3 separate regions of the Mus musculus genome follow, and all the other regions are linked to region 1. The links are chromatin contacts, called in public promoter capture Hi-C maps. All regions are on one chromosome and are shown on one strand. Each heading gives the region's core, a stretch centred on a gene start, on an enhancer-like site or on the middle of the called end of the contact. The rest is flanking DNA. Distances are from core to core; before and after follow the strand shown. Region 1 holds the start of Npr1 (natriuretic peptide receptor 1). Region 2 overlaps Nup210l (nucleoporin 210-like). Region 3 overlaps Nup210l (nucleoporin 210-like).

The links. Promoter capture Hi-C pulls out the DNA fragments that hold promoters and counts their contacts.
Region 2: a promoter capture Hi-C map of the HPC-7 cell line shows a contact between it and region 1. The contact joins the enhancer-like site here to the promoter of Npr1 in region 1. A contact is called at or near these places in 11 of 39 promoter capture datasets (the C10 cell line, the HPC-7 cell line, cranial neural crest and 7 more) and 2 of 9 other capture datasets (adipose tissue and liver).
Region 3: a promoter capture Hi-C map of embryonic stem cells shows a contact between it and region 1. The contact joins the enhancer-like site here to the promoter of Npr1 in region 1. A contact is called at or near these places in 19 of 39 promoter capture datasets (the 3T3-L1 cell line, 3T3-L1-derived adipocytes, the C10 cell line and 13 more), 2 of 15 datasets of contacts at CTCF or cohesin (large pre-B cells and stem cell-derived epiblast-like cells), 56 of 484 Hi-C or Micro-C datasets (the 63-12 cell line, B cells, the Ba/F3 cell line and 36 more), 17 of 115 datasets of contacts at active chromatin or transcription factors (the 230-238 cell line, the HPC-7 cell line, bone marrow-derived dendritic cells and 10 more) and 5 of 9 other capture datasets (adipose tissue, embryonic stem cells, liver and 2 more).

The regions. Positions count from the first base shown.
Region 1 is chr3:90,464,000-90,467,772 of GRCm38.p6, forward strand. Npr1 (natriuretic peptide receptor 1) reads right to left here and starts at 1,867. Exons shown (of 22, transcript NM_008727.5): 1 at 796-1,867; 2 at 1-11. The coding sequence starts at 1,504.
Region 2 is chr3:90,172,698-90,176,470 of GRCm38.p6, forward strand. Nup210l (nucleoporin 210-like) reads left to right here. Exons shown (of 40, transcript NM_029937.2): 22 at 1,633-1,760; 23 at 3,141-3,273. Among named protein-coding and RNA genes, the nearest start is that of Gm24185, 24 kb to the right of the region's middle. Within about 2 kb of position 1,759, at least 1 of the 459 cell types and tissues checked has an H3K27ac peak or open chromatin away from gene starts, as enhancers often do.
Region 3 is chr3:90,206,508-90,210,280 of GRCm38.p6, forward strand. It overlaps Nup210l (nucleoporin 210-like), which reads left to right. Exons shown (of 40, transcript NM_029937.2): 37 at 776-977. Among named protein-coding and RNA genes, the nearest start is that of Rps27, 5.3 kb to the right of the region's middle. Within about 2 kb of position 2,179, at least 23 of the 459 cell types and tissues checked have an H3K27ac peak or open chromatin away from gene starts, as enhancers often do. A contact at or near this core is called in trophoblast stem cells, where this site is marked.

The DNA of each region.
Region 1 (3,773 bases), core at 617-3,116:
GATGTAGATAACTGAAGGAAAAGGAGGAAGAAGAGGGGAAGGCAGAGGAGGGGAAAGAGAGAGGAGAGAGAAAAAGGGGAGGGAGAGAGAGAGAGAGAGAGAGAGAGAGAGAACCACATGAATGAACACACAACACACAAAGTACTACAAAGGAGGGAATTCTGATTTGTAGTCTCTAAAGGATAGCAACTCCTGGCTCAGTCTTGGGCCTTGTCAAGAGAATGTGAAAGGTGGGAGAAGGAGGTATGAGGGATAGGAAGAGAGAGGAATGGGAGGAAGAAAGAGAAGGTGGGGCAAGGTGTGTGTGTGTGTGTGTGTGTGTGTGTGTGTGTGTGTATGTGTGTCTGTACATCTGTGTGAGTGTGTGTGTGTGTGTGTGTGGGGGGAGACGAGGACCAAGACTGCAGGAAGAATCAGAGAATAACCAGCCAGAGAAGGGACATGAGAGCTCGAGAGCTCATGTGGGAGCAATAGAAGTAACTGGAGGAAGAACGTGGTAAGTTAGAGGGAAAACAGCACGGAGAAGAGCCAGGAAGCTGAGGGCGCAGTAGAACTAGGCCCTTCAGCGCTTAAGTCAAGAAAGTCCGCAGCAGGAAGGTCACGGGAGACAGGAGGGGAGGGGGAGAGGGAAGGAATGCAAACCCGGCGCAGAGAGAAAGAACTAGAAACTCTGAGGTAGGAGTTGGGCAAGACTCTAAGAGGAGGAAGCCTGGCCCCCAGAGGCGGAATGCCAGGCTGTGGACTGGCCGGAGATCAGGCCGCGCGAGCCAGCCGTCTGGTGGGTGCCAGCCTCACCTCTGCCCTTGCGCTGCACGGTCCGCAGTAGCTTGGTGTAGTGGTCCGGGTCGCCCTCGACGAACTCCTGGTGATTTACTGTGATGTTGAGTCGCTCACGCACCCGCATGTACAGCCCCTCCACTATGAAGAAGCACGGCCGGTCGTCGCCCAGCCGATCTGCATAGAGCACAAGCGCCTGGTGCTCCCAGCCCAGCCGTCGATGCAGCGCCGTCACGAAGTCGCCCAGCTTGACATGGCTGGGTCCTGTGCGGGTGGTTAACGCGTACTCATCCTTCACCCCGATGCCCAGAGCCGGGGCGCCAGCCGTCAGCAGCGGCACCCGCCAGTGCGCGGTGAAGCGTCCCACCGGGGCAGCAGAGTATACGCAGCCGGGGCCCAGGAACACCGCGGGGCTGTGCTCCCACTTGAGATCCACCGCGGCCAGCGGTGCAGCGGTGTCGGAGCAGACGCCCGCCGCGTTCTCGCTGCTGCCCAGCACCATACGGACCGTCCAACCCGGCAGCAAGTCCGGCCGAGCCTTCACCCTCCCGAGAGCCAGTTCCACCGCCGGCCCTACACGCGCCCAAGACCACGGGTACGAGGTGTTGGTCAGCGGCAGCACCACGGCCACGGTCAGGTCGCTCGCGTGGCCGCTTCGGAGCAGCAGCAGCGGCGGTAGCAGCAGCAGCGCCCTTAGGCGCGGACGGACGCGTCGGGAACCCGGCATGGCCTCAGCGAGCGCAGCGACGGAGCAGCGCTGTCACCATGGTCTGATCGCCGTCCTCGGGCTCAGAGGCGAGGGTCGGGAGTCAAGAGCGCCCGAGCCGTAGCGAGGGAGGGGGCTGGGTTGAAGCCGCAGCGGCGAGAGCAAGCTGCCTGCCGAGGCTGCGACTGTCCCGCCGTCGAGCAGGAGCGCGGAATTGGGAGCGTCCGAGAGCGGAGGGTGCTTTAGAGCAGGTGAGAGCGAGCGCAGCACCCGAAGGGAGTCCGTGGAGAGCGAGAGAACGAGAGGGCGATCTAAGAAGAGCGAGGGGAGCGGGTGCGCCAGCGAGGAAAGGGGAGTGTGCGCTCGCGCTTGCCCCAGGAGTATGCCAGAAGGGGCGTCCGGCTGGCCCAAGTCTCCGGCCGTTCCGGAGGCGGGCGGGGGCGGGGTGGGGGGGGGGTGGGGGGGACGGGACCACAAGGTCCCGAGCCAGGCAGCGAATCCTCCCCTCCCAGATTCGGCGACAAGAGAGCCGGGGGAGCCAATCCCGGTCCTTTAACTCCTTCCTCCCAGCCCTGACTATGGCTGGTTCCCACCCTCGCGTGCGCCAGTTATTGCTGACCCTCTTCCCGCCGCGCTGTCCCTGCGCAAGGTTTCCCTCCCTTGGCAGCACCCGCGGGCGGGGCGCCTAGGCCGCGGGGGAACCAGGACTGAGGAAGGGTGTGAGGAAGCTGCCCCCCCTCGCCCCCTCCTATACCCCCCTTTTCTACCTGGCTCCTAGGGAAGAGGAAAGTAGAGGTTTGTTTGGATCTTGGCCGGGAAAGGTGTGTGTGGCTATAGGAGTTTGGGAGGGTTTCTGGAAAAGGCAATCAAGTAGAGGCGAGCCAGAGTCCGGGTTACCCAGTCCATCAATGAGTACCTCCCCTTTCTTCTTCGCCGCCTCCCAGATCCCGCAGATTAACAGAGCAAGATGACCAGGTGGGAGGGTGGAGTTAACTCTTTAGTTCCCCAAATAATGATGGAAACTGGGGAGAGAGAGTGGGTGGCTAGAGAAGAGATGTAACCTCGTGTGAGTGTTTTGTGTGGAAGATCATTAAAATAGGACTGTGAAGTTCTGGTTGGAAATGACCACGGGAAGAATAAATGAAGGAGCGAGTCTTTGGGACGGAACGCCATGGGATTAGTCTGCCCTCTAATGGTTATCCGCATTCATTAACCGTATTGCGCCATCAACTTCGCCAGCCTTGAGCCCGAACAGGATCTTAAGGTCAGCAAACATTTCAAGAGGACCAGCTGTGTCAAGTGCCAGTTAAATGCTGACGGCATAACGATGAAATATATAATATTATTATATATGTTTTGAGGACAAATAACCATAACACAATATACTTTAAGCACTGGAAAAAGAGACAGGGATATGCCCAGAGACCGAGATGAGAGCTATTAATTCTACCTGGATTGGAGCCAGGAAAACTTCCAAAGAGAGAAAAACTCACCGAGGGTCAAAGGATAAAAAAGGGTACTTGGGGCTGGAGATATAGTTCAATAGTTAAGAACGTTTATTGCCCTTCCAGAGAACCAGAGTTCCGTTCCCAGCACCTACATCAAGTGGCTCATAACCATTATTCCAGCATTCCAGCTCCAGGGGAACCTCTGGGGATCTCTCTCTCTCTCTCTCTCTCTCTCTCTCACACACACACACACACACACACATACATCTGGCATACAAACACATATGTATGATTTAAAATAAATCTAGTTAAGAAAGGAAAGAAAAAGGTATTATGTGGAGAAAGCAAACTGTTGAAGTCTATTTTCTATACATGAAGAGTTAGGATTTTTTATGGAGGCAGACTTGCAGTCTCTTTGTTTTATTTAATTATCTTTGTCCATACTAATTTTTATTTATTTATTTATTTATTTATTTTATTTATTTATTTATTTTTGGTTTTTCGAGACAGGGTTTCTCTGTGTAGCCCTGGCTGTCCTGGAACTCACTCTGTAGACCAGGCTGGCCTCGAACTCAGAAATCTGCCTGCCTCTGCCTCCTGAGTGCTGGGATCAAAGGCGAGCGCCACCACTGTTTGGCCTTAAGTAGTTTTTCTTACATATTAAGACTCTGTGAGTATATCCATCTAAATGGAAAGCCAGAGGCATAGGGTCCCCTGGAGCTGGAGTCCCAGGCCGTTGTCAGCCATGCTCCCAGGTGCTGGGAACAGAACTGAAGCCTGCAGAGGTGAGTCCTCCTGACTACTGGGCCCTTCTCTAAGCCCCTGATTTAAAAAAAAGAAAA
Region 2 (3,773 bases), core at 509-3,008, 290 kb before region 1:
AAGACATTGTGGTCACTCTAGGCTACATTGGAAGACCTTGGTTCAAAAACTAAAAGGGAGTTGTGAGGAAAATATAAGCCTAGTGCAATGCTAACAAAAAATTAATTTTAAAATATCCAAGAAAGAACATGTCATGGTGGTACATGCCTTTAATCACAACAGAAGCAGAATCAGGCAGATCTTTGTAAGTTCAAGGCCAGTCTGATCTACATAGGGAGTTCCAGTACAGCCAGAGCTACATAGAGAAGCCATTTCTCAAGAAAACAAAAAAAGCTGGGTGGTGATAGCACATCCCACACTGGGGAGACAGAGGCAGGAAGATCTCTGAGCTTAAGGCCAGCCCGGTCTACCAAGTGAGTTCCAGGATAACCAAGGCTACACAGAGAAACTGTCCTCTCTCTCTCTCTCTCTCTCTCTTTCTCTCTCTCTCTCTCTCTCTCTCTCTCTATATATATATATATATATATATATATATATATATATATACACACACACACATACACACACATGCATACCTATACCTATACCTATACCTATACCTATACCTATACCTATACCTATACCTATAACTATACATATGGGGGATTCAAAATAGGATTTCTAATGTGTATGCCTGACTATCCTAGAACTCACTCTTTAAACCAGGCTGACCTCGAATTCATAGAGATCTATCTGACTCTATCTCCCAAATTTTGGGATTAATGACGTACCCTACTATCTGGCTAATAAATAAAAATGTAAAATCCTAGAAAAGACTGGGGATATAGGTCAGTCCATAGAGTCCTTGCCTGGACTGCATAAAGCCCTGGGTTCACTCTCCATACCAATACACCAGGTGTAATGGTGCAAGTTTATAATCCCGGGAGGTGAGGACATCCACTGAATAGTGAGTTCAAGGCTATTTTAGAATACAAAACCCTATCAAAGCAACAACAAAATCCAAAAGGCTAGAGGCTAACTCCTACAATCTCAGAACTCAGGAGGCTAAGATTGCCATAAGTTTGAAGCTAACATGGGGCACACAGTGAGATCCAGACCAGCCTAGGCTACAGGGTTAGACACTGACTTAATGAGAGAGAGAGAGAGAGAGAGGGAGAGAGAGAGAGAGAGAGAGAGAGAGAGAGATCCCTGAATGCAGGTGGTAGAGTCAAGCAAATCTCTGTGAGTTCAAAACCATCCTGTTCTAAATGAGATTCAGGCCAGCCTGGGCCACAGAAGAAGAGGAGACACAGGCAGAGATGGATGGCTAGGAGATGGATGGCTAGGTGGCTCACTGGTAAGGGTACCTACTGCCAAGCCTGAGGTTACCTAGACTCACAGGTGAAAGAAGAGAATAACTCCTGCAAATTGTCCTCTCATCTCCCTGGCACTACGGTGCATACAGGTGTGCACATACATTCAAGTAAATACATACATACATTCAAGTAAATTCAAGTAATTAAAAAGAAAGGAGTGAAGGAATCCATGAAGAGGGAGGGAAAGATGGGGACGACATAGTACACACAGCTTCGGGGTAAGTTGACCAGAGGCATACCAGGAACATCCAGCATGCACAGAAATGTCTGCCCCTCAAAATGTAGCCATCCTTACTTAACGGATACCTGTCACTTGCTGGCTTTTTTCAACTACTAGGTTGAGATCGGTAAAACCGTGTTAGTGGTTGTGAGGGTTCTTGGCTCGTCCAAACACCCTTTCCGGAACAAGTACTTCAGAAACATGGAAGTCAGGCTGCAGCTGGCATCTGCCATCGTCACCCTGAGGTGAGTGCCACTCAGTACCTCTTCTCTCCTACGATGAGAGTCTCCCTCCTCGTGGCCTCTCGGCTTCCCTTAGTTTAGTCAGATTGTTTTCTGTCCTTTCTGTAGTTTTCTTTGAACATACTCTGTTCTCTGTCAGTGTCCCTGGGAAGTATTCATTTAGGCTGGGTGCTGTGGTGCACACCCGTAACCCCAGCACTCAGGAGGCTGAGACTCAAATATCACAATTTTAAGGCCAGACTGAGTTATACAGGGCTCCCTCAAAAGTTAAAATAATGGGGCTGGAGAGATTGCTCAGTGGTTAGAGCACTGGCTGCTCTTCCAGAGGATCTGGGTTTGATTTCCAGCACTTGCTTGGCGGTGTACAGCCTGTTACAGTCTATAGCTCCAGTTCCAGAAGATCCAACACCCTCTTCTGGCCAGACACACAAGTGATGCACAGACATGCATGTAAACCAAATACGAAAAATAAAAGCATAAAATTAAATATTAAAATTAAAACATTCAAATCCCTAAATCACTAAAATATGTCATTTAGTTTAAGCACTAAAATATGCCATTTCTGTTTTTGTTTTCTAAAACTCTCCTTGGATGTTATATTCTGGGAGTGCCTTAACCTGGAAGGCCTTCAAAAATTGCTAACAAACTTTCTTGATAGTCTCCTTCAAAAAAGAAGGCATACAAGAATTCCCTGAGGGGGCTGGAGAGATGGCTCAGCAGTTAAAAGCACTGGCTGCTCTTCAGAGGACCTGAGTTCAATTCTCAGCAACCACATGGTGGCTCACAACTCTCTGTAATGGGATCTGATGCCCTCTTCTGGCGTGTCTGAAGAGAGCAACAGTGTACTCATATAAATAAAATAAATAAATAAATCTTAAAAAAAAAACAAAAAAGAATCCCCTGAGCACAGTGGCTTACACCTGCCATCCCAGCCTTGGGAGGTGGAGACAGGAGTGTGAGTTCAAGGCCATCCTGGATTCTATGAGATTCTGTCTGCTCGGGAATTTGGTCCTCGCAATGCTGTCGCTGTTCTTATCACACTTAATCCTTTCTGCCTGGAAGAAAGGTTCTGCTCCCCAGGAATTTGTTGTCATCGCAGGAAATTAGTCTTGACTCTGGAGATTCATTTTCTGGAAGGTTCATTTAGCAAGAATTAAAATACATTAAGCATCTTAGAAAGATGAATTACTGATCCTTCTCAAAACCTGACCTCAGCAGGGCTTAGTGGCATTTTTAATTAATCCTTTAATCCCAGCACCAGGAGGCAGAGGAAGGCAGATCTCTGTAAGTTCCATGACAGCCAGATCTGCATAGAGGGATGCTGTCTGAAACAGACAGACAACTGCCAGATCTTTCTCACTGGTACCACATGGATCTTTGCAGATTAATGGAAGATCAGGATGAGTACTCTGAAAACTACATGCTCCGTGCTGTCACTGTTGGACAAACCACACTTGTAGCCATTGCCACAGACAGAATGGGGAAGAAATTCACATCAGCGCCTCGGCATATCGAGGTGGGTAAAGTCCCTCATGTCCTCACGTCACAGCATTGGCCTTCCCTGGTTTTGTTTTTGGTTTTTTTGGTGTTTTTGTTTTTGTTTTTTGGGACAGGGTTTCTCTGTGTAGCCCTGGCTGTCCTGTAACTCATGCTGTAGACCAGGCTGGCCTCGAACTCAGAAATCTACCTGCCTCTGCCTCCTGAGTGCTGGGATTAAAGGCCTGCGCCACCACTGCCAGGCTATACATTAATATCTTTTGCTGGGGAATTTCCTGTGTATAATTAACTATTTTCTTCCCTCCAAGATTAATAAACACATGGGACATAGTTCTTGTAGAAAGTTTAGAAAGCACACACAAAAATTTAATATGTATATATGCGTGTACATATATCTGCATGAGCTGGTGAGTGCCTGATCTGAGGGCTGACGGCACTTGAGTTCATGGAAAACACAGTAGAGAGAGAACCGACTCCTGGAAGTTTCCTCTGCCTCCACACATATGACATGTATACACA
Region 3 (3,773 bases), core at 929-3,428, 260 kb before region 1:
TGATGGGATGTAAACCCCAGTCCTTATGACTTTTTAGCCACTGGGTCTTCTCTCCAGCCCCCCTTCACCGTGTTTTTATTGAGACAGGATCTTCTTCCTGGAGCTTGCTATGTGCTATGCAGGCCAGGCTGGCCCCGAACTCCTTTTTGCGTCGAGTGGTAGGATTAAAGGCGTGCACTAAGATGCCACCTTGCTTTATGAGCTGGCTTCACTGAACCTGGAGCCTGCTTCAGGGATCCTCCTGTCTGGGCCTCCCAAGAGCTAGCTTTTATTTCAAGCATGGCTTCTCTGCCTTGCCCTGGCTGTCTGAACTTACCATGTCCTTACTTCAAACTGCCTGTCTCTGCTGAGACGTGCATGCTCCGTGACTATCTCAGTCTGCTTGTTTTTTTTTTGTTGTTGTTGTTTTTTTTTTGGTTTTTTGAGACAGGGTTTCTCTTTATAGCTCTGGCTGTCCTGGAGCTCACTTTGTAGACCAGGCTGGCCTCGAACTCAGAAATCCACCTGCCTCTGCCTCCCGAGTGCTGGGATCAAAGGCGTGCACCACCAGAAGTCTACATCAGTCTGCTTGTTAAATAAGTGATGGGGATTTAATACATGTCCTCATGCTTGCAAAGCAAGAACTGTTCTGTCCCTGTCCCTTTTTAACTACATCCACAGTGGTGAAAAAGCGAATGACTTACTGGCTGGCTAGCTGAATCTTGAAAATTCTTGTACTAACAGAGACAACACTAATTTGTCTTCTTTGAAACAAGTATTTTCTCTTTCCTCCAAGGTCTTCCACAGCTCCCCCTTTCTAGCAGTGTCTGGCTATAAGCACTCAATGCTCACGACAGGCCTAACTGTCTACCTAGTAAGAATAGTCAACTTCACTGCCTTCCAGCAGATGTCATCACCCGCTTTCATTAATGTTTCCTGTGCACTGACCAATCAACAAGAAGCTGTGATAGTCAGAGCAAAAGATGCATCTGGTGCAGGTGAGCTCTGGGGTCGTTTTTGTTGTTTTTTTTTTTTTTTCGAGACAGGGTTTCTCTGTGTAGCCTTGGCTGTCCTGGAACTCATTCTGTGGACCAAGCTCCCCTTGAACTCTGAGATCCGCCTGTCTCTGCCTCCCAAGTGCTGGGATTAAAGGTGTCTGCCACCACGCCCGGCTTTCTGGGGACTTTTTAAGATTTATTTTATGTATGAGTATGTGATCTTCATGCACACTAGAAGGCATCAAATCCCACTACAGATGGTTGCGAACCACCATGTAATTGCTGGGAATTGAACTTAAGGACTTCTTTAAGAGCAGCCAGTGCTCTTAATCACAGAGCCATCTCTCCAGCCCCACTGGGAACGAATTTTAATCCACACGGGAAAGGAATGTATTCACAATGGGCCTTCTGCTCTAGAGGCTGAGTCTCACTAAGCGTTGGCCAGGCTAGAACTGAACTCACGCTCAGATCTCTGGCTCCCTAGTCTACACTGCTCTCCCTGGTTTTCATAAAGACAAGGTCTCACCCTGTACCTGCAGCTCCTTGTAGCCATGTTCCTAAGGACCTACACATCCCGAATGCTGCAACTTTAGGTATACAGTACTCAGACCTTTTTATCGTTATTGTGTATTCCAGGAGACGGACTTTAATTCCGAATGTAGGAAGGTAGGATGACCTTTGACTTCTCATCTTCCCCACTTTCATGATACAGGGCAGTCACTGTACCAACTGATCTACACTGTCAGCCTCAAATGTATTTTATACTTAGGCTGAGCACGGTGACCCTGGTGGCCCAAAGCTGTAACCCCAGCATTTGAAAGATAAAGAAGTATACAACTTACCAATGCAGCCTTGCCAGGTAGAAGCAGCTATAACATTCAACCCATCTTCAGCTCATTCATTAAGTCATGTGAGCTCATCTGATCCCCACCAAACATTAAAATGTCCAGAAATCAAGTGTTAGGTAGGTCACCAAACATGGGCTTAGGCAATGCTACAATATTCTGCTCAAATTTATTTGGTCCTTGACCCAGAAAATATTTATATAAACAGCAACATATGGTAAGAGGTAACTGTAGGGTTTGTTGTTCATGTGTGGGTATTCACACTGAGTGTGAATGGAAACAGTCAACCTTCAGTGTGCCATGCCTCAGGCACCTAGACTGGCAGTTTCTCACTGGCCTGGAAGTAGACAGGTTTGCCTCTGCCTAGGATCACAAGCAGGTATGCAATTGGAATGTAACAGGAACCACAAGGGCCTGTGGGTACATAACACTCCAGTCTTAGTTTGGCAGGGGGTGGCGTATGCCTTTAATCCCAGCACCAGGGAGGCAAAGGCAGTTAGGCCTTAAACAAATCCAGCACACCAAGCATGTTGGCACATCCCTTTATCCCAGTACGCAGGAGGAAGAGACAGGCAGATCTGAATTCAAGGCCAGCCTGCTCTACAGAACAAGTGGAGGGCAGACAGATCTGTTTCACAGATAAACCCTGTCTCAAAAAAAAAAAAAAAAACCTTTGTCTGTAAAGTAATCCAGGTAGTATTTGCATAGTGTATGCAAAGCCCTGGGTACATGGCCTAGCAAGCACCTCAGATAACTGGCTAAAGTCTATGTCTATAATCCCAACACTTGAGGTAAGAGTCAAAAAGATCAAAATATCAAGGTCATTCCTGGCTGCATGGCAATCTAGCATGCAGCCAGGAATGTGTGTATGGAGGGGAGGGAGGGTACACACCACCTTACTGTAAAAGGTTCTCTAGACACAGCATGAAGATAAGGAACAGAGTCAGAACCTGAATCAGCAGGCTAGCAAGATGGCACTTGTCCTGTCTACCGACTAAGTCTAAGTCTAGAAAAGTCCTGACTTCCATGTATGTACCATGGTACCAGCATACAAATTAGAAATATAAACTAAATCTGCATAAAGCCACAAGTTTGAAGCTTCAAGTTGGTTTTTGTTTTTTTTTGGGGTTTTTTAAAAGTTTTTGTTTTTCGAGACAGGGTTTCTCTGTATAGCCCTGGCTGTCCTGGAACTCACTCTATAGACCAGGCTAGCCTCGAACTCAGAAATCCACCTGCCTCTACCTCTGGAGTGCTGGGATTAAAGGCGTGTGCCACCAGGCCCGGCGGGGCTTCAAGTTTACAAGTTTTCAAGCAGCAGACTTTGACTTGGGAGGACACAAGATTCTCACACTCCTGAACCAAAAAACAAAAGGACAAGATGATAAGGCCTCAATTTTCTTTTTTCAATATTTATTTAGGGCTGGAGAGATGGCTCACAACCATCTGTAATGGGATCTGAAGCCTTCTTCTGGTGAGTCTGAAGACAGTGACAGTGTATTCACATAATTTTTTTAAAAAATAAAGCAATCTTTTTTTTTCCACCCCTGCCCCTAAAGCAATCTTTTAAAATATTTAATGTAAGTACACTGTCTTCAGGCATACCAAAAAGGGGCATTGGACCCCATTACAGATGGTTGTGAGCCCCCATGTGGTTGCTGGGAATTGAACTCAGGACCTCTGGAAGAACAGTCAGTACTCTTAACTGCTGAGCCATCTCTCCAGCCAAAGCCTCAGTTTTCTAAGAGCTGCAATCTGAATTCCATTTGCAGGGCAGCAGGGGATCTGAGACAGTACCACTGTTAGTTGACACTGTCTTCTGATGTGAGATCCTCCCTGGTGTGGGGTCTCAGGGAAGCACCAGCACCACTAGTCCTCTGGTTTTCTCAGACAGGGTATGTGGACCTACCTATATGCTAGGATTACAGATGCATGCCAATATTCTTAAGCTTTT